3 separate regions of the Mus musculus genome follow, and all the other regions are linked to region 3. A link is a contact called in public Micro-C data. All regions are on one chromosome and are shown on one strand. The core of a region is the stretch at or near the end of the contact, and the rest is flanking DNA. Distances in the headings are between cores, read along the strand shown. Region 1 holds the start of Vcpkmt (valosin containing protein lysine (K) methyltransferase). Region 2 holds the start of Sos2 (SOS Ras/Rho guanine nucleotide exchange factor 2). Region 3 overlaps Sos2 (SOS Ras/Rho guanine nucleotide exchange factor 2).

What was found. Hi-C and Micro-C count contacts between places; a contact is called where the count stands out from the background.
Region 1: a contact with region 3 is called in a Micro-C map of granulosa cells, with 1.6 times the contacts expected there. The contact joins the promoter of Vcpkmt here to the enhancer-like site in region 3. A contact is called at or near these places in 7 of 39 promoter capture datasets (the 3T3-L1 cell line, the HPC-7 cell line, frontonasal cranial neural crest and 3 more), 1 of 15 datasets of contacts at CTCF or cohesin (the NIH/3T3 cell line), 4 of 484 Hi-C or Micro-C datasets (double positive thymocytes, embryonic stem cells, epidermal suprabasal cells and 1 more), 3 of 115 datasets of contacts at active chromatin or transcription factors (embryonic stem cells and extraembryonic endoderm stem cells) and 3 of 9 other capture datasets (adipose tissue, liver and pancreatic islet).
Region 2: a contact with region 3 is called in a Micro-C map of granulosa cells, with 1.7 times the contacts expected there. The contact joins the promoter of Sos2 here to the enhancer-like site in region 3. A contact is called at or near these places in 8 of 39 promoter capture datasets (3T3-L1-derived adipocytes, embryonic stem cells, hippocampal neurons and 3 more), 25 of 484 Hi-C or Micro-C datasets (the AML12 cell line, CD4 T cells, the HPC-7 cell line and 16 more), 11 of 115 datasets of contacts at active chromatin or transcription factors (CD8 T cells, the HPC-7 cell line, the SCID.adh cell line and 7 more) and 2 of 9 other capture datasets (adipose tissue and pancreatic islet).

What each region holds. Positions count from the first base shown.
Region 1 is chr12:69,581,399-69,584,576 of GRCm38.p6, forward strand. Vcpkmt (valosin containing protein lysine (K) methyltransferase) reads right to left here and starts at 1,619. Exons shown (of 6, transcript NM_001033236.3): 1 at 1,323-1,619; 2 at 1,122-1,232; 3 at 878-947. The coding sequence starts at 1,588. It overlaps Sos2 (SOS Ras/Rho guanine nucleotide exchange factor 2), which reads right to left. Exons shown (of 23, transcript NM_001135559.1): 23 at 2,363-3,178.
Region 2 is chr12:69,680,424-69,683,739 of GRCm38.p6, forward strand. Sos2 (SOS Ras/Rho guanine nucleotide exchange factor 2) reads right to left here and starts at 1,429. Exons shown (of 23, transcript NM_001135559.1): 1 at 1,092-1,429. The coding sequence starts at 1,178.
Region 3 is chr12:69,617,029-69,620,349 of GRCm38.p6, forward strand. It overlaps Sos2 (SOS Ras/Rho guanine nucleotide exchange factor 2), which reads right to left. Exons shown (of 23, transcript NM_001135559.1): 9 at 1,028-1,152; 10 at 1-481. Among named protein-coding and RNA genes, the nearest start is that of Gm31679, 6.6 kb to the right of the region's middle. Within about 2 kb of position 1,748, at least 11 of the 459 cell types and tissues checked have an H3K27ac peak or open chromatin away from gene starts, as enhancers often do. A contact at or near this core is called in extraembryonic endoderm stem cells and granulosa cells, where this site is marked.

The sequences.
Region 1 (3,178 bases), core at 369-2,868, 36 kb before region 3:
TTCTAGTTAAGTTGTACCATCACATCTTGCTAGACTTAAGTCTTACAAGTCTAATTTCACTTCATCTAAGTTAATGTGGTATTTAAACAATCAACTATTTATTCTACCAAAGCAAGCCTGACCCTAATGGTTTAAATTTAATTTTTGTTATTTTAATTATATGCACGTATTTGCCTGTGTCTAAGTATGTGCTAGTGCCTGCAGGGCCAGAAGAATTGATCTTCCTGGAGCTGGAGTTACAGGTGGCTGTGAACTGCCTGATGTGGGTACTGGGAACTGAACTTGGATCCTCTGGAAGAACTGTGTGTGCTCTTAACTGCTGACCCTTTTGATCATCAGTTGGCTCAAGGCATCAACTTAAAACTAAATACTGTCCAATACTGCATAAACTGATATGGGAAGAAAATCATTCCACAAGTCTAATAAAATGTTGTCACTGAGAATAACTAATTTTGGAGCGTCTCACTCTGTGCTGGCCTAGCATTCATGGCAATTGTGAGTGCTAGGATTCTAGGAGTGAGCCAACCTGCATTTTAATTAATTTCCAAAGTCACAGTTAGCAGTCAATGGGAAAAGAAAAACAAATGAACAAACAGACAAACAAACAGAAGGTATCTTAGTTTTCTAGAATATATGCAAATCGGAAAATCCTTTTAAATTTTTCCAAAAAGTCTCCAGTAGAATGCACGCAAGTTTTCTCAACCACCTCGCACAGGCAGGCCTGTATGCCTATCCTGAATTGTGCGAATGTGTTGCCTTTGATAGTTTAACTTCTCTTTACTGCCTCATCATCTATAGAACAAATATCCCACACCTGGAGGTGTTAAACCACGGAGAGCTGTGGGCTTTCGGACACACCAGTTCGACCACTACTCACCTCCTCATAGTATATACAGTCTGCCATCAATATGTAGTCTGGTGACATCAAGTCTTCTATGTCTTCACCCCTTAAAAATGTCAAACGTATGTCTTTAACTGATGCTCTGACGATTTAAAGTGTTCATTTTAGAAACGAGAAGCAGAAGGCTCCCCTCATATTAAGCAAGCGTTGTGTAAAATGCAATTTAAAGCCCATGTAAGCGATCGATTATCTTAAAAACAAGCTGAAAGGCCATACAAACCATTTCAGTACCTTGGCTTGAACAGAACCAGTCACAAGATGCTTGTTCATATCAATATTCATTTTCAGCAAGTCCTGCAGCTCTTCAAGATCAGTGACTATAACATCTGCCCTAAAAAAACAACCTCGTTGAGGTACAGGCGCAAGGCTGCACGCCGGTGACCTGATGCTGGGCGACCAGCGCCTTCCCGCCAGCTCTTACCCGAGGGTCGCAGCCATGAGCCCCACGGCCCCCGTGCCGGAGCCCAGCTCCAGCACCGAGCGCCGACTCAGCGCGTGGGCCCCGTCGCCAGAAAACCCCGGCGTCTCCAGGTATTTGGAAAGGACGATGGCGGCGTCCCACACAACGCAACCCACGCCCCCGGAGCCGTACTGCTGCAGCCGAAGCACTGTCCCATCCCGCTTCTCCAGAACCCGCACAAAGCTCCACAGCGGGTCCTCCACCTCCGGCTCCACGGCGGCCGCCATCCCTGCCCCGGCCCGCCGCAGGCTGCGGCACGCGGTAACGTCACGCCCACGCAGCACCCGTACCTCCCAGCGGCAGGGCGGCTGCCCAAGGCGCATGCGTGACTCTCAAAGTCCGCAGGAAGCAGCAGAACCTACCCAGGAGTGGCCCAGCTGCTGCTACAATGATAGGCACTTTAAGAAGCAAAGCGACCGACAGTGCTTATACATAGCTGGAGAACGGCTCACACAGAGCCGCTGGCGATAGATCTAGGCAGCTACCCAGGTCCTATCTAAAAATGGTTATATTCAAGAAGTTTTCCTACTGTGCTTCCTTTTCATATGAATGCATAAACGTGGTGGCTGGGAACGTGCTACTTGCTTTTAATGGTAAAGAAAAGTTAGTCCTTTTACATCCCACGGGGCCAAAAGATGGCCAGCAAGACCAAGGACTCACATAGTAGAAGGAGAGACCTGCAGGTTGGCCTGTCACATTGGATCTCTAGTATGAACACACACACACACACACACACACACACACACACACACACACGTAATAAACAGATGATAGCTATTCGTTCTTCTAGATTTTTTTCAGCTTTGTTGTTTTTTGTTTTTTTGTTTTCAGGATGGCCTCCTGTATCCCAAGTAGGTTCAAACTCTTCATACTCTTCACGTAGTCGAGTCGCCTTTAAGTCCAGATGCTTCCGTCTAACCTCCCAAGTTCTGCGATTACAGGTGCTCACCACTATTCCCAGCTTCTCCTTGCTCTTTGTGATGAAAAACAATATTGCAAATCTTTTACAAATTAAGACTGAGGTGATTTATTAATCTTGTTAAGAACTCTGATACAAAGCACAGTAAAAGGCCACAGACCAGTAGATAAACAACGTGGCTTTTGGCTACTTTACAATGGCTGCTACTGCACTATCAGCATAACATACATACCTTGATCACTTTGAATGATAGTATCCAAATGGCAAAGCTTTATCCTGATTAAAAAATTTAATAAAGCTTTTTAAAGTATTTTCTGTTTAAATATTACTAATCTGGAAAAACTTTTCAAAAATTTCAGTTAACACGAGATTAAAGACAGTTAATAGGTTTGACAATGGCAGTTGGTTCTTATGCCATAAGACACTTTTGTTCCAGACTTACAAATTAGTCAAATAGCAGATTGTATTATAGGCCTCAAGTCACTTACATTTATAGAGGTTATTAGCATTATCTTTAAATATATACAATATAAATAAACTGTACATATATGGCATATTAATTTTGTCTTCCCAAATAATAGGCAAATCATTAGCTAAACAATGATTAGCTAAACACCATACACTGCAAAACAAAAGGCACATCTTAATGAACACATGCCCTTCTTCTATAATCAGGTTATGTAGAACTGTTTATAATTTTAACAAAATAATAAACACAGTGCATTCTATTATTTCATTCTATTTTCCGTTTTTGTCTTCAGCAGCAAATACTGACATTTAAGACATGGTCTCAAAGAGTTTAAGAACAGTGGGTATTATTCCTAAGTCTCCTAGATGTAAAAACCAAACAAAATTAGAAGCTAGAAGACGGTCAGAGGGTTAAAACCCAGGACCACCA
Region 2 (3,316 bases), core at 179-2,678, 63 kb after region 3:
CTCCCTCAATTGTGGTATTTTACCTAGTGGAGGTTTCTTATTAAAGTGTGTGTGTGTGATATATGTGTTAGTGGCATGTGTGTGTGTGTGTGTGTGTGTGTGTGTGTGTGTGTGTGTGTGTGGTGAGGGCCTGCATGAAGGCCAGGACAGCTTTGTGGAGTCAGTTCTCCCCTATCACCTTTACGTGGATTCCAGGAATGAAATTCAAGCCATCAAGCTTGTGTTGTTGGACCGCAAATCACCTTCCCTAACGAGTCTCTTGCTGGCCCAGAGCAACAAAGAGAATGGCATAATTACCTAACTTCATATAAGACTAGCACCAACCAATCGGAGACACGCACCCTAGCAATGTATCTAATCTCCAAAGATTGATTAGCAACGAGCCACCTCCCCCCCCCCGCCCGCCCCCGCAACTGTCCCTTAAAAGTGGTTATTGCAAGTCCTCGTCGCTGTGAAGAAACTGACCACATTTTGTGAGGCAATCTTTGTATTCAGGTAAGACTTCTGCAGGAAGTGGGGAGGCGCTTTAGATTCACCCCAAGAGCTGGAGAACGAATACTATGACTCACTGACACTTCACACATGGGAAACACACATCCATATTAGCGAAAACAGCACAGCCTCAACAGGCGAATGGGCGAGCGTAGCAAGCAAGCCGCCCGAGGCGAGCACCCCCAGCCCCAAGAACTTAATTCAAAGTAGCCTCTCGGTCCAAAATTGCGCATTTGTTTTAGAAACGAAAAAAACCAGTGGGACTCTGTGTTGCCAGAATCCAGCCTGAGGACAACGCATTGGTCAACGGCGGAAGTTGCCTGACGAAATGACTGTAAGATGAAATCCAGTTTTATGATCATAACAAAACCTTCCTTCCGGGACCAGGCCAAAAAAGAAAGTTGAGAAAACGTCCTTCGGGATGCAACAGGCAATTAGGAGCGCCCGCAGCCCGGCCAGAGAAGGCTCGGCCGCGGCACGCGGGGCGGGCGCGAGCCGTGCTCCCCGCTCCTCGCTCTCCCCGTTACAAGTTGTGCGAGCTCCGGGCCCGGCCCCCCAGCCCGTCGCCCCGCGGCACCTCCCTCGGCCCCAGCACTGACCTTCCGCAGGGCCGGGACCAATAGTCCCCGCCATTTCGGGCTGTTTTCTTCGCTGAAGAACTCGTAGGGCTGCGGCGCCTGCTGCATGGCCCCGGCCGCAGCGCCTCCGCATCGGAGGCCGGGCCGGTGGCCTGACAGGCAGGGCGCCGGCCGCCTCGCCTCGCCTCGCCCCGGCCGCCGCCTCCCGCCCGGGCCGCAGCTCCGGCCGAGCGCTCGGGGGCGGCGCCGGCGGGCGGGCGTTCGCCGAGGCTTGGCGGCCCCGCAGCCCCGAGGAAGCGCGGCGGCCCGAGGCGTCCTGCTGTCCCCGCGGCGCCGGCCCGCTGGCCCGAGGCTCCTCCTCCTTTGTCTGGGTGCGCAGCGCGGGGCACCGCCGGCCTCGCCCCCGCCCCGACTCCCGCTACGGCCGCGGCGGGCAGACAGCGGCGGCCCGCAGCGTCCTCATCGCCTCCCCCGCCCTCCGCGCAGCCGCCGCTACCGCCGCCGCCGCCGCCGCCGCCACCGCCGGGTCCGCCCGAGTCACCTCCAGAGGGCCCTCGGGGCCGAGCGGGCGCGCGTGTCCGGCGTGCACGGCACTGGCCGCCGCCGCCGCCGCCGCCCCTCCAGCCCCGCCGGCCGCCGCCGAGCGCCCGGTGCCTGCAGCGGCGGCTCGGCTCGGCTCGGCCCCGCGCTCGCTCTCCCGAGTCTCTGGAGAAGACCAGCACGGAGCATGCGCGCCGCCGAGCGGGCCGAGGCGTCTGGTGCGGGGCCCCGGGGCCGGGAGGGTAATCGGTCTCTCCTGGGAACGTGCACGGGGCGGGGTGGCTCTTCCAGACGAACTCGGCAGCGTTCCGAGTCCTGGCAGACAATCCTGATTCGGTACAGCCCTAGGGGACCCCCGAGCCCGTGACTGCAGCTCTGGGAGGCAGAACACAGATGTGGGGAGAAAAGGACATTTGGGCTGATAGGATATTTATTTAACGTGTGCTCTGTGTGGCTCCTTTGTATATTTAGGTGATAGTGGCTATTCATAAAGTCACATTGTAGGGTCATGGGAAGCTCTTAGCGCACGTTGAAGGGCCAGATGACTTCAGTTCGAGGTCTTTCACCTAGAGTCCCTATGGATCAAAAAAAAAAAAAAAAAAAAAGTATCCAAAAACTTTCAGATATTGTTCTTAGGTTAATCATGTTCAAATCCTTTCCACTTAAGGTTCTACAGAACCTGGATCCTGCGATACAGTCACACTAATTAGCATTAAAAAAAAAAAACCTAAAAATCCTCTGTCCCTATGCTTTTTTAAGTTGAAGGGGCATGTACTTTGGAAACTTTTTCACTAACCCAAATTTCATCCCACTAAAATCGCTGAACAGATTGCTCCCAACGGGCTGTAAACAGTCATGCTGCCAGCCACCGAAGTGAGGAAGGGAACAGAAGAACAGACTGGAAAAGATAACTTGTGTAGTAATTTCAGCTCCAGAATCAGTGGGTGAACATTGTTCTCCCCCAAACACAACACCATTTTGACTTCATAAAGTAAAAATGGCAACTAAATACTTAAAGAGATCGGAGGTTTCCGTTTTGTTTTGTTTTTGGTTTCTTTTTTAATCTAAGTATCCACAGTGTTTAAAAAAAAAAAAGTCCTCTGGGGCTGTCGAGGAAAAGGTACCTGCTTCGCTTCCCAAGGCTGACAACCTGCGTTCCACCCCTGGAACCCACGTGAAGGAAAGAACCGGCTTCGCAAGGTTGTTCCCTGACCTGTCTACATCTGAAATGTGGCATATGTGTGTCCTCGCACACGCGTGTGCCTACATAATAACACTAAAGTTGTTTCTAATAAAAGTTCTAAAGTTGTCTTCTAATAAATGGCCATGTTCATAGTCCCATGTACTAAATACACTCTGGTTTATAGAGAAAGCTTATTTTTCCTAAAGTTCCTAGACCCTAGCTATAAAACACGAAGCTGTCAAATTATCAGACTGCAATTGTATTTTCTCATAGGAAAGTCATTGGTGGGAAGTTTTATTCTTGGCAAAGGCTATTGGAAGGCTCCCCTGAGCTTAATCTGGCCTGAAGATGTATTTGTTTCGCCAAGTATTAAGAATTTTTAATTGGTATTACCATTTTAAAGTCGATAGCTTTTTTTTTTTCTTGTCTATTTCCAGCTTCTCTTGACAAAGATCTGGCAACAACGTGGCCTACTGCATCTATGCAAAGAAACGAGCAGGCAGTGCAGAGGCCGTCCTCTTTA
Region 3 (3,321 bases), core at 498-2,997:
TTCTTTCAGCAGCACAGAGTCCAGCATTCTGTCTAGAGTGCTGCGATAGTGCAGGGAAATGAGGGCTGCCATCCAGTTGTTTTTCTCTTCAGCTGATTTGGCAGCAAATATTACACTGTTTTCATCTTTGGACACTAATTCAAAAGCATGTCTGTACTCACAGGCGTCTTCCTTATCACAGATTTGAATTTTCCTCATGACAAACTTCTCCTTTAATCTGTATTCTGCACTGCTATATCCTGGAAGCCGGGTCTGGCCATGATTGGGTTTACAGCTGATCATTAAGCCATCAAAGAGAAAGATATGCCTTTCGTGTTTAGCACCAATTCTGGTCAGTGGCCCCTCCATTATGAACTCATTACAACACTGTCCGATATCTTTGCCTTCCCACCCATCTATGTTTTTCTGAATTTCATTCATTTTTTTGATAGCCAGGTGTTTGCTTCTTAATTGACGATTGTAAAAAAGGCAAACTGGATCCCTAAAAGAAAAAGAAAATGTTAAAAAGCAAGGTAACTTTTGGCTTATTCAGTGATAATGATTATGTAATCCCAAATCAAATAACCAAAGTATTAAGCTGAGTTGAGGGGTATACTTCAATGACTGAGTCCATACTTAGCATGTAAAAAGCCCTGGGTTTGAATACTCAGCATTCAAAAGCTTAAATAATGAAATATTAAACTATATTTCTAACAATTATTTTCTTCTAGCCCTGCCCCTCAATAGCAGCTAACTCGATTTTACTACTACCAAAGTAAATATTACAGCTGAATATTTTATTCCTTGAGCCATAAGAACTAAAATTATTAAAAAATTCCACACTGCAGAAAATTACATAAAATTTCAGTAAATATATATTTAAATTTGTAAGCTATATCCTATCAATGTAACAATGGTAGTTTGGTGATTTCCTGACTAACACAGGTCACAAAAGCATAAGCATAATTTTCAAGACCGTGGTGTCATTGTAAATCCCACCTGGAACAGAGGCTATCACACACGGTGAAGAAGCACGGTCCAGACTTACCCAGGCCGGCGTCTGGGGGAGTGCTGCTTGTAAATGCGGTCCATGCTGCCTTGGAGGTTCATGAGGGCAGTTATAGCCTGATTCAAGCACTCTTTGTCCTCCTGCTCTTCACTGCATGCCTTCAACTGCTAAGGGGGGGAGGGGAGAAAAAAAATTACATTCTTTGGTTCTACTCTCAACTTCTTTGTAGTTAAAGTGGAAACAGATATTTAAAACCTCAATGTATTTAATGCTGCAGTTGATGGTGCAATGTCTCCCATAGGCTTATGTGTCTGCACACTTTGTTCCCGCTGGTAGCACTGTGTGATGAAGGCTGTGGAACCATTAGGAGGTGGGCTTCCCTCCCACTGGGGCATCTGAAGGTTTTGTAGTGTAAGACCCCCTTTCAGGGACCCCCACTCTAATCTCGGGAGAGAGCACCCAAAGAAACATGAGAATCTATCTTGCTGTAATCACATGAGGCAGTTTAATGACGGAGCTCCGGACCGACATGTATCCCACACAGGAGATAACGGATGTTGGCCACGAGGCTCGAAAACTAGGGGTTTTTATGAAAGAATAAGGGTTAGGGGTGCGAGGAATTTCAACAAAGGTATGGGATTCGCTCATTCAAACAACAGAAAGATTACACGTCAGAGAAAGGGCATCAGGACTTTGTTCCTGTGGGCTGGGTGCTTATCTTTGTTCACATAGCAACCAGTTGATGTATGACTTTACCCTGTGTCAAGGGGCCAAAGACAGAGGGGAGGTTCCAGCCAGATGGGATTGACTCAGACAAGATAGCCCTGCTTGTGTCCTTGCATTTTTCTTTATCTTATGGTCAAGATGTTCCCAGGAATGTTTTAACTACGGGGCATACCCGGGTTTGTTTTTCTTTATTCTCAGCCCCAGGCAGCCTCTAGCTCACAAACAACCAGCAATTTCTGAGTAGTTGATATGACTTACAGGTCTTGAAATTTCATCTTTCTTTCAGTAGCCTGGCCTTCCTTGCAGTCCTTCGCTTCCTGACTGAGGATGCTGCCATGCTTCCCCCAGTGATGGACTACATCCCTTCTTCAACCATACTCCTTCCTCACTAACTTTGTTTCTTGTCAGATATTTGGACACAGCAAAAAGACTAATATAGTTAATAAAGACAACTGTAACTTTGTATAATTACATATACCATCTGACTTCTTAAAACCAACCCTCTGTTAACAAACCCAATGAAGATATAAAGTACTGTCAGCATAAAAGTCAATGAAAAAGATAACTGTGAAATGATTTAGGAACTTTTTATTATACAAAATAATTTAAAGTATTTAAAGCATGACTTTTAAGAGTTACTTTAGGGCCAGCGGGATGGCTAATTGGCTAACTCGCTTGCTAGGCAAACCTAATGACTTGAGTTCCGTGTGCAGAACCCACAGAAAGGCAGAAGGAGTACCAACTCCACAGCCTGTCCTCTGCCCTCCACCTGTGTCCCCAGCGCCCACCCACACCCACCTCAATACTACACACACAATTACAAAGCAACACTTTTCTCGTGGTTGTTCAAGATGGGGTTTCTCTGTGTAACAGAGCCCTGGCTGTCCTAGACTAGCTTTGTAGACCAGGCTGGCCTCAAACTCACAGAGAACTGTTTGTGCCTCCCGAGTGCTGGGATCGAAGGTATGTACACCAGGTCTGGCTTTCAAAGTTTGTTGGTTTTTTTTTTTTTTAAAGTTACTTTTATTCACTAATATGAAGACATACAATAAGATAAACTCCTAAAATTACTACATACTCTCTGTTAAATACTTAAGTTCTGGCAATTTAAAAAGTTGACATATATTTGTTTTACAACAGAATAAAATAAGCAAATTTAACATTTCAATGTGTCAAAAGCTGTGTGTAACCAAACACTATAAAGGGTTTTATTGGTATACTTTTAATTTTTACATTATTATATGTTTATGGGTGCTTAGTCTACATACATATCTACATGCCAATTTGTACCTGGTGCCCACAGAGGCAAGAAGGGGGCATTCTTTCCCCTGGAGCTGAAGTCCCAGATGGTTGTAGGTACTGTAGGTACTGGCAATCGAACCAGACCCTCTGCAGGAGGACATTGTTATAACATTAAATTCAACCCCTGCAGTATCCAGAAGCCATGAAGGTTAATCTTAAAAATTTTGTAATAATCCTTATAATCCTTAGAAATAAGCATTTTTATCTAATTTTGTTTGTTTGGTTGGTTGGTTTTTCGAAACAGGGTTTCTCTGTGTAGCCCTGGCTGTCCTGGAAGTCACTCTGTAGACCAGGCTGGCCTCGAA